2 separate regions of the Xenopus laevis genome follow, and region 1 is linked to region 2. Evidence: chromatin contacts called from public Hi-C data. All regions are on one chromosome and are shown on one strand. Each heading gives the region's core, a stretch centred on a gene start, on an enhancer-like site or on the middle of the called end of the contact. The rest is flanking DNA. Distances are from core to core; before and after follow the strand shown. Region 1 overlaps faf1.L (Fas (TNFRSF6) associated factor 1 L homeolog). Region 2 holds the start of dmrta2.L (doublesex- and mab-3-related transcription factor A2).

Region 1 (6,073 bases), core at 594-3,093, 130 kb after region 2:
AGCAATAACAATACATGTGTAGCCTTACACAGGATTTGTTTTTAGATGGGATCAGTGACCCCCATTTGAAAGCTGTAAAAAAAATCAGAAGAAGAAGACAAATAATTAAAAAAAAAACTATAGAAAATAAACAATGAAGACCAATTGAAAGGTTGCTTAGAATTGGCCATTCTATAACATTACAAACATCCAATTCAATCATATAGCTGTCAACTAGGCAGGTACATCCAATGAACAAGTATGCTAGGCAGGATTGTAAAGTAATGGAGGTGCGCCACCTGCTGGTTACTAAACAGCATATATTTTTAAAATTAATCATTCCTAAATTATGTAAAACACGCTAGACTTAATGCAATAATGCACTAAGAAACTAGATTTTTGCAGTACAAACAAAAAATAAGTAAATAAAAACATATCTTTTTATTCACTCCGAACCATATACAGTAGTTTCATGCCACCCATAGACACTACATTTTGGGATGATATAAAATGGTGCCCAAACGTGTTGAGAAGAGAAATGAAACAAGGGCATATTTAAAGGTCTTTGGGTCAGAGGCATACTTTCACCCCAAATTTATGTAAGAAGTGGCTCCTAAATAAAGGTTTTAAAGAACTGAAAATGTTTTTGTCAAGTGTTCTTTCACCCTGTAAAGCATTATACAAATATACAAGATACATACTGGATAAAATTATTAGGTAAATAAAGTTGAAAAGGAACATTTCTATAAAGAGTAATTTGTTACTTTTAACATTTTTATTTAGCGTGCAGTAAATTCAAAGGAAAGCCTGTTTTACACACTAGGAGTTTTGCTATCATTTCATCCTAACCTGTGGCACAGAATAGAATGTACCCACAACTATGCAACTAATGACATATTTTTTATCTAGTGATCAAGGCCGCAGAGGAATGGCCCTGCAGAATCTATCTCCAATTTGGGGTGTAAAAACAAAATAATTCCTGTCTCCAAAACATGAACCAAAATTTTCCCAGATTAACTCCCTACAACTTGTAGTTAAATCCGGAGTCTTGTATTTGCATAGTATCCAGATCTACTGAGACCATCTACAGAGCACATTCTGTAGCAACACCACTCTCAGCTGTAGGTAAGTGAGGTTTACACAGTCATTTACTATTTACGGCTGAACAAGACATCTGCAGATAATTGCAGCCTAAACAACTTTTGCCATAATTGCAGATGCATTATTTTTTAATGACTATGCATCCATGCGGCTTTTAAAGGAGAAGGAAATGCTAAAATTAATTAAGCTTTTTCAAAAAGGTCTATATAAATACACCGGTAAACCCTCAAAGTAATGCTGCTCTGAGTCCTCTGTCAAAAAACAAACAAAACCACACAATTTCTTTCCTTCTATTGTGTACACATGGGCTTCTGTATCAGACTTCCTGTTTTCAGTATAAACCTCCAGGGCTAGGGCTTGAGCATGCTCAGTTTGCTCCTCTCTCCCTCTCCCCTCCCCACTGTAATCTGAACCCAGAGCTATGAGCAGGGAAAGACTCAGGCAGGAAGTGATGTCACACCAAGCGAATATGGCAGATGCTATTCTAAACAAACAGAGAGAGCTTCTAGAGCTATTCTGGTAAAGCTTCTGGTAAAGCTTTCTGCAGAATAAATATAGTGTTCTAGCTTGCACTACTGTGGATAATCTATTGGCAATAAACTGCTTTGGTAGCTTCCTTCTACTTGGCCAGCACTGTTCATTTGTAAAAAATTACAGCTCTTGTCCTCAATTTGTATCTATGCTGAATTCCAGCAGTACTTCTCCTGCAAAGTCGGACTGGGATGCCTGGGTCCACCAGGGCTGAATCCAAGGACCTGGCTACCACCCAACCCCCCCAACACGCACATCCCTGGTTGGAAAAGGTCCAGGGGGGAAGTGGGGGACGGAGGGGAGCAGGACCAAGCTTGGGTCAAGGTGGGGAGAGGGGACTCTGTCGGTGAAGGAACAGGCCTGAATCCAGGGGTGGAATGGGCCTGAGTCAGCAGGGCACATGAACGCCTGGGGCCCACTGGGTTTTTTCCCAGTGTCCTGCATGCCCACAGTGTCGGACTGGCCCACCGGGATACCAGGAAAATCCCGGTGGGCCCAGGTGTCTGTAGGCCCTCATGCTGCTAAACATTTGGCATATTTCATGGTCATTCCCTATTTCTATGAGAAAAAGAGGCTAAATAGATGGAATAATGGATTATAGTATATAAAGAAAAAAGACTAGGAGAATAGAGGTTGAGTGAGGAAAGGAAGAATAATAGTAAGAGAGTTGGCCCCTGGTCTAAAGATTTTGGGTGGGCCCCTGGTGTTCCAGTCCAACACTGCATGCCCAGTCCACTAGTTGGCCTTTATCTCCACATTGAAAGTAATGTAATTACTGGACTGATTTTATGGGCCTAAAATAAAAGAATTTATGAGCAAAAAAAAAAAAAAAAAAAACTTTCCTCAGATTCCCAATAACCAGACAGGGTGGGATAAAAATTAATGTGACCACAGCACCATGCGTCAAAATAATGTCAGCTGATGCCCACCAGTTAACTCACAACTGTAACCTCTTGAATGGTTTCTGACCACTCCTTGCAGTTCATCAAGCCGTCATCTGACTGACAAACAGTGCTATTCATTCCTATAGGATTTTTAGAAGTGTACTTATCAATGGGTGAAAGAGAGAACTCACCATTTGATGAATGCGATTATAAAAATCCCATGGGAATTAATAGAATGTGGATGAGTTTACTAAACACACCCTCCAGTCTAACAGCCAATGAAGAGATAGCATAACTGGATCCCATAGAAACTCTGCTCTAGCTGTCTGATCCTAGTTTTTTATTCTAAGCACCTTTTCTGAGCTCAGCTTAATTACAGTGCTCAAACCCAGCAGAACTTTTTATTAAAATGCGTTGTGCCTGTGTAATCCTGCATTGCATGAACTTTGCAGCATATTTGTCTCAATGCTATGATGTGTCAGAGGGAAAATGGCTGCCGGGTGAAAGCTGTTATTTGTTTTAGGAAAATTAGAATTAATAGAATGTGGATGAGTTTACTAAACACACCCGCCAGTCCAACAGCCAATGAAGAGATAGCATAACTGGATCCCATAAAAACTCTGCTCTAGCTGTCTGATCCTATTTTTTTATTCTAAGCACCTTTTCTGAGCTCAGCTTAATTACAGTGCTCAAACCCAGCAGAACTTTTTATTAAAGTGCGTTGTGCCTGTGTAATCCTGCATTGCATGAACTTTGCAGCATATTTGTCTCAATGCTATGATGTGTCAGAGGGAAAATGGCTGCCGGGTGAAAGCTGTTATTTGTTTTAGGAAAATGTGATGGTGCGGACAAATAGAGGGGGTATATGCAGTGCCAATGATGTGGCGTGAGGTGGGGAAGATATGCCAAACTTATCTACATAATAGGAAAATGTAGGCTTCACATGTCCTTTAAGCTCTAAACTCTCATTTTCATAAATCTGCTCCCAGTGTACCATGAGTCTAAAGGTCACAGCACACAAAGCTTTTGTCTCCGTGATTATAAGGGAAACTGCCTGAAAGCACCAGTACTGGCCACTCACCATTCTTGACATGAAAACACTGAAGTTTACTGTCTCAAGTCAAAAGTCAGGCCAGTGCTGGTATTTGGAGTTGCTTCACAATACAGTCATTGGGTGGAGGCAGAGGCAGTTCTAGGTGCTTCTCTGCTGCCAGAATTACAGGGGTTGTTCACCTTCCAAACCATTTTTTCACTTGAGGTGTTTTCAGATTGTTCACCTTAAACAAAGACTTTTTCTACAAATGCTTTCCATTTTACCATTCTCTCAAAATTGAAGTTTAAAGTTCCTGTCTCTGGGCTTTCATTCTGGTAGCTCAGTGATCCATCATTCTGAACTGTTTCCCTATTGCTACATTTGGTTGATACAATTAATTAATACATTTCTCACCAGTATCTTTGGAATATTAGCAATTATTGTATCAATAAAGCATTTAAAGTAACTCAGGCATTCTGCTCAGCAGGGACAAAGATAAAAAATGTATCAAATAAATGTATCAATTTAGAAAAGTTTGTCACCGACCCCCCCCCCACAGCTGATTTAGAAGGTGAAAAATGAAACTTTACACTATAGTATAAAAACGGAAATAGAAAGTAACTGGAAAATTTCTTTATTTCTGGTGAACTATCTGAAACCAACTGAACTGAAAATGTGTCAACAACCCCTTTAAGGAGGAGGCGGCAATAACCTGGGTTCAGCCATGGATATTTTAACAACCTTTAGGCAATATATAATACGCACAAAAAAATATATTATACACATAAAGGCTAATATAATCATATAAACATAGGCAGAAACAATTCTTCAGCGTCATACTTTACCTAGACTGGCTTGAAAGAGAAGGAGGTTGTAACTCGGGGGTGAGGACATAAAGGTTATTATTTTTTGGCAAGTGAAGATTTCTCAAAACAGTCTGGGGAAAAAATAAAAACATCATCAGTTAGATAAAAGCATTCTAGTCTCGGCAATCTGGCAAGCAACATGATAATATCCTGCCCAATAACAAAATGAATTGCTGGGGCACAGGACCAGCGCAACGAAGAGCAATGAAAGATTATTACATAGCTCACAGTATGTTTACTCTGCTAGTTGTGCATCCCTTCACTGAATAATCATATCCTATTACAGAGCTAACCCGGTGGTGGTGGATGTTTCTGTTCTAGGAGGCCGCCATGTTACTTTTGAAGAAAGTGGCTGTTTGATTTTCTAGGCAAGCAATTGATCAGAGGTGGAGGTGTACTACGTAACAATAAAATGCTTTCCTTGATTTAGATAAGCATTTTACAAAGTATAAAATTGTAGAGCAGGCACTCAAATGAAGGCACTCTTCCACTAGGAAATACTTTAAGTAAAATTATTTATTATGTCACATTTATAGCCATACGCGTTTTGTTTTACCAACGCTTAGTCATAGGCCATAAGTGTTGGTAACACGAAAAGCATAAGGCTATATATGTGACATAATAAATAATTTTACTTTAACGTATTGCATGGTGGAAGATTGCCTTCATTTGAGTGCCTGCTCTACAATTTTTCTGGTTTGAACCACTCCCCTTGCTGGGGGCGGAACGCCTGGCCCTCTTTCATTACTTGGGAGTTACTATTTCATGTTGGACTACTAAATATTGTATATTTTACAAAGTATGTCATAATGCATCTGAAGTTAATTTAGTTCATTAAAAAATGCATATGGAGCAGTGGACTCTCTATTTAGGTTTGTAGGTTTTGAAATCCCTGACTCCAAAAAATAGTTTAAGGAAAAAGAAAAAAGCTAAGAATCAATAAATTGTGGAAAATAAAAATGCAAAAAAAAACAGAATTTCTAGTGATCGAGCAGATCTTCTTGCACAGGTAAGAAGTTACAAGATGTAGTTACCCTGGTTTAAGGTCAGATTACCTGATTTAGGGTCAAACCTTTCTATGGCACATCTACTATTTAGAGACTTTTCCAATGAGGTTTTTATCTTGATTCTAAAACTTCAGTTCAGTTCGAGGCTATGAAGAGGAGCTTTTATGAAATGCATGTATCTTTTACTTGAACAGCCCTTTTATTCAGCTATTTAAAGCTGTGGCTTTCCAAAAATAGTCCAAATGTCCCTTGAAATGATAGGTCTGCATACTGGGAGGCTCTGTTTCTCTGAAATCACTAAAATGCCACTCGCTCAGATGCTTAAACGAAATATCCAATAACATCTTGCATACTGAAGATCTGAGTAGAGCCATGTCTTACAAAAACCATAAGGTGTCCCTGCAGTATTTATGGGAAATTTGTGGCAATCAGTTATGCATAATTACCTGCCTAAAAATGATCACATTCACATTAGGTAGCAATGAAACCTGCATAGTGACAACTGCTTGTGCTCAGGATAGGCACTGGATGAAAGCAGCATTTCATGCAGTGGACCACCCAGAGGATAGCAGGGTGACAGGAATATGAAGTTGTGATTTACAATTCTAGCCCACCTCCTTTCCAAAGAAAACTATTATTATTACTGTTAGTGTGTGTGTCATTAGTGATGCT
Region 2 (5,337 bases), core at 2,407-4,906:
TTAGAAAGGGTTCACAGTCAACTTACAAGAATAACTTAGGATCCCAGCTCATAACATTAGAAGTGTATATATTTATATATGTCTATATTTATAATATCACAATGGATTGTCCATGCTTCTGTCCTTAAGCAGAGACAACCTCAACCCTTTTTTTTAACAGAAAAAGTGCAGTTTATATTTTTAGTGATTTAGGAATCTCCATTTCCTCCACATATCCAGAAGCATCAGGATGCCTTGCAGAGAACAGGAATGTCTTTACAGTGTTCTACCTAACTAGTTCTTTCTCCAGAATGGGCCTCAGCCGTCTTAATTACTTGAGACATTCTTAAGACTTTACGACAATTGTCATCTAATCCCTGCTCTGAAATCAGAATCCAAGTCTGCAAAACCAGGGTTTTCAGCTCCTTGTAAAAAAAATTTCATTGTTTATCGGCATTATTATTGACCACTGGCCCATAGAGTCCATTAGTGTATACCTGGTCCTTATGGACATTGGCCCTGTCCCTCATAAGGTCACTGAAGGCATAGTCCATGGGTGGGCGAAAGCCAAGGGTAGGCATGAATCCAGCTGTTGAGTAAGGGGCCATAAAAGCAAGTCCTCTACTGTGAGCAGAATAGGCCAACCTCAGTGGGTTCAAGCCAATGTGCCCACCTAGCTGGTATGCGTTAGCCTCAGTGCCAAAGTGTGTGGCATTGGGTTGTAAAGGGGAGAATGCAGACCTGCTCCCTAATGTGCCAATAGCAGGAGTAAGGGCCCCAGCAATAAGGGGTCTGTGTGTGGAGGACACAGATGGCTGAATACTCTGGAGGGCTCCATCTCTTGACCAGGTCTCTTCACCCTTATCTTGACCCCTGTTGTTCAGTATCTGTTCAATTGCTTGAACCACATCTCCCCCACAGCCTTGCAGCACCAGTTCCAAAACGCTCCTCTTCTGAGCAGGGAAGACCCGGGTCAGGATATCTATGGGGGTCCTTTGCTTGGCTGAGGAGGAAGAACTGGGATCCTGCTCATCTTTTTCAGCATCTGATCCAGATTCTGAGCCCAGGGGGCTGATTGAGCTTGGGCTTTCCTCTCCTTCCTTGAGCACCTTAGAGATGGGGGAACTGAGCAAGGACTCCCCATCTCCATTTTCTGAACCAGAACCAGGTCGTGCCTCAGGGGATGAGGCACCTGGTGCACTGCCTGACACCGATTCACTGTCTGGGGATACAGGCTTTCCCCCAGAAGACAGCTGAGGGGTCATAGATCTGGGGATGAGGCTCTTCGGGAATAGCTCAAACTTTTGAATCTTTGAATCTGCAAGAGAATGATAAGGAGAGATGAGTAAAAGAAAATATAATGTCTGATAGGATATGGATCATAGTGGGGATCCTCTTTCATTCCCACATTTGGTAACATTTTGCAACAACTGCTTTACTGATCCTTCACTGCACTAGACATAGGAAACCTATTTCTACACACATTTCTGGCAGTTGGAATAATTTAGGTAATAAAGGGGATGGACAGAATCGCTCAGCATCAGGCAGGACCCGAGGAATAAAAGTAAGTACTAATATTTTCACCATCAGACGCGTCTCAACGTCAATAACAATTAATTTCGATTTATCTGTATAGGGGATACATGTATATAAATAATATAATATGTATTAGTTCGTTGTGTTGGATTTAATATTCATTCTGCGCCATATCTATTTCATTGTTTGTGCGATACAGTCGGGGGCTCTGTTTACAGTGTGGCAACGGATTTATTAACTGGAAATGTAAGAAGGGGAAACGAAATAAAGACTCGCAGTGGCCAAAGAAGCGCTAAAATATTACAAGCGATCGAGTTGCTGCTGAAATAAAACGATCTCACATTGCAGTGTAATCGCTTGCGATGCTGATACTCAGGTCGAGATCAAGTATTCCTAACAATGATTCCGTATAATAGTAATAATGAATAAGTTAATAATAATCGTGAATTTAACAAAACAAACACCGCCTTGAGGATATGGCTTAGATGAGCGGGGATAAAGAAAAATATTGAAAACTAAATTGAGTGTATTCACTTTTAGTATTTATTTATTTATCTATCGAGATCTTTTTTTTTTTTAAATCAAAGATTATAAGCTTTGGTGAGCAGGGGTCTTTTATCAATATTAGCGCTTCAGAAGATTTTTATAAAAATAATAATAAAGAATATGTAGTTAAGGCAGAACTGCCTTATACCAGTCCCAATACACAGAGGGCAGCAGTTACTTTAAGTCCCTTCAATGTCAGGGCCCGGGTTCCTCACTCAAACCCCCATGTGCAACTCTATAAAGTACAGAGTGTTCATAGGCAGAGACAGACACATGGCTGGTCACAAGACAGATATGTATGTGGGCTTAGATACTAGTTGAGCCATAACTATGGATGCTGCTGGAGTATTTGTAGGGATCAGAGAAATAACAATACTCCTTACCTGTCCCTCCTTCACCACACACCGTTCCGAAGACCTCGTAGGCTGGCCGGGGTGGGATGATGCCATTGGCCGCCGCCAGTGCCAGTCCCTCGGCAGTTCCATAGAGCAGCTGCAGCTCCCGGGCCTCATTTTCCTCCTGGGCTTGCTGCCTGCGGAGCGCAACTTGCGCGGCCATCACCCTCTGGCGCTCCGCAATCAGGGTGCACTTTGCGCACATACAGTCTTTCCAGCGACAGTAGCGCTTGTGGCCCTTGAGCGCGGACACGACCCCGTGATTTCTGCATCGGGCGCACTTGGGGGTGCGGGGATACTTCTCTGCGGCGCGGAGCAACAACTGGGGGCCCCGCAGGAGAGTACCTGCCATGGTGACTGGAAGTGATGCGGTAGAAGTGGGGGTCTGAGCAATCTGGGAACTCGTGGGACCATTCAGCTCCATTCTACAATCGATTCCCTACACTCCTTATAATAAATGGACTGGCCCAGTGTATATCCTATATATATATATCTATATATATATATATAGATATATATATCCCAGCCTTACTTAACCGGGAGCCCTGTGTCACACGGGACTGGAAAGGGCACAAACTCCCCTGACTGGTACAACTCTATACACACTCTATGCGCTACAGTAAAGCGCCAATAACTGCACTCACTGCCCTATAGGCCCAATGAGGAGATTTAGGGTGACCCGTTTGGGGTTACTTTCTATGCCCTTGTGCCAGACTAAACCTGTTGTACCCCTCGCCTACAGTCCGGCACCAGCGGATTATTCCATTAGAGCCAACAGTTTTCCTTATGCCAGTCTCACATTAGATTAGCCCAGAACTCTCAGCAATAGACGCCCTCCGAACCTTTAGCCCGCGATTCGGCCACAACAGACTTCTCTAAGCTCAATTGCTCTCAGGCCACGCACCCTCCTACCAACAGCCTGCTCTCCCGCACTGCCCGCACTCTCTCCCGCCGTCTCCCAGATAAAGTGCAACTGCACCCGGGCGTGAGAGTGACCTTGGCTGTCACACCTCTGACTGACTCCCCCGCACAGCTGAGAGATCCGACCCCAGACAGCAGGTCCGGCCGCAGTGACAGTGACACAGGACAGTCCGGCACCAAGTTGTACTCAGTCTCCGCGCAGCTCCTGTGTCTCCACTCGCTGCTCTGTGCCTACTCATTACACACACTTGCACAACAATGTACATCTTGCTATTGGCTACTCAGCGCTTTGCCCACTTCCCATTGGCTAATCCCTTCCTGTACTGTGTCAAACACTTGCCTCTCTCAAATAACATTGTATGGAGGGGCCCGGGGCGGATCCCACTGCTAAACAGGCAAGTACTTATTCCTATATCCAGCTCATCCCATGGACTGGACAGCAACTTTGTACATATATACATGTACTTATATACTCTTACATATATATACATACATACACATAGCTACAACATACAACTGTTTGTTAGAAGAAATACATTTATTGATGTTGCTACTCATTGCTTTGCATTTAAACATTTACACATTCCTGGGCGGGTTTTGCCTATTAATATTAGCATTATATTGTTACATACATAGCAACACATATATATATATATATATAATATATATATATATATATATATATATATATATATATATATATATATATATATATATATATATATATATACACACACACACACACACACTATGGAAAGTGTGAGCTGTAATCACACAATCCTCTAGCTTTGGGCAAATCATTGTACAGAAAATGTGAAAATTTGATTGTACACAAAGACTTTGATTGGAACTTTACAGAATGGAATCAGAGGGAAGGGAATGGTATGTGTCTTGTGCTTCTTGTCTCTATTATCTACTTATCTATCTATCTATCTATTATCTATCTATCATCTATCATCTATCTATCATCTGTCTATGTTTTATTATTTTATGAATAGATAGTTACAACAACATACATTTACAATAACAACAGAAAGTCCATGCAAATCAATCCAATAATTAATCAGGTAATAGATAGATGCATTCTAATAAAATATACATTTTAAAAACCAAATACATCAAATTTCTAGTACAATACTATAGTGTGATTAAATATTATAGAACTATTGTCTAAAATATAGTCCTGATTTAAATTTTTAGATTTTATTATTTTCATAGTACAGATAGTACAGATAGATAGTACAAGCCAGTGTCATATAATAAGGATTCTATGGAACTATGGTGAATATAGAATTGAGTCCAGCTTAGATCTATCAGTTTGAGAAAAGTTACTCATGAAGATTTTCTGTAGATCTATTTATATATGTCTGTTATCGACTTATCATCTATCATATATCTATCTATATCTATTTGTCTGTTATCAACTATTCATATATCCACCTAACTATATCTCTAAATATCGCTATATCATCTATAGTATTTATATCTTATTGACTTATCATCTATCTAACATATAATTATCTTTCTATATATCTCTCTCTATATCTATCCATCTATTTATATCTGTCGGTTATCAACTTATGATTTATTATCTATATCTATCTATCTATCTATCTATCTATCTATCTATCTATCTATCTATCTATCTATCTATCTATCTATCTATCTATCATCTATCTATCTATCTATCTATCTATCTATCTATCTATCTATCTATCTATCTATCTATCTATCTATCTATCCTCTTTCTATATCTATCTATCTATCTTTAATCTAGTACTTGACTTTTATGGATGTGGAGTGCTAAAATTTGCTCCCTGTGTGCAAAACGTTGTTTAATATGTTTGCAATAAAAACGAAATTGCTTCGCTTTTTACTCAGACTACAGTCTTTTCTTTCACATTAAAAATACACGCACAGGGATTTAATCAATGTGTCGCAAAAAAGTTATTTAATTATA

Evidence for each region. A called contact is a pair of places that touch in the nucleus more often than the background predicts.
Region 1: a contact with region 2 is called in a Hi-C map of the XTC cell line, with 4 times the contacts expected there. The contact joins the enhancer-like site here to the promoter of dmrta2.L in region 2. A contact is called at or near these places in 3 of 4 Hi-C or Micro-C datasets (the XL177 cell line, the XTC cell line and animal cap).

Annotation. Positions count from the first base shown.
Region 1 is chr4L:91,192,483-91,198,555 of Xenopus_laevis_v10.1, forward strand. faf1.L (Fas (TNFRSF6) associated factor 1 L homeolog) reads right to left here. Exons shown (of 19, transcript NM_001091736.1): 6 at 4,374-4,465. Among protein-coding and RNA genes, the nearest start is that of faf1.L, 46 kb to the right of the region's middle. Within about 2 kb of position 1,844, at least 1 of the 7 cell types and tissues checked has an H3K27ac peak or open chromatin away from gene starts, as enhancers often do.
Region 2 is chr4L:91,058,460-91,063,796 of Xenopus_laevis_v10.1, forward strand. dmrta2.L (doublesex- and mab-3-related transcription factor A2) reads right to left here and starts at 3,657. Exons shown (of 2, transcript XM_018258408.2): 1 at 2,445-3,657; 2 at 1-1,297. The coding sequence starts at 2,880. The coding sequence ends at 420.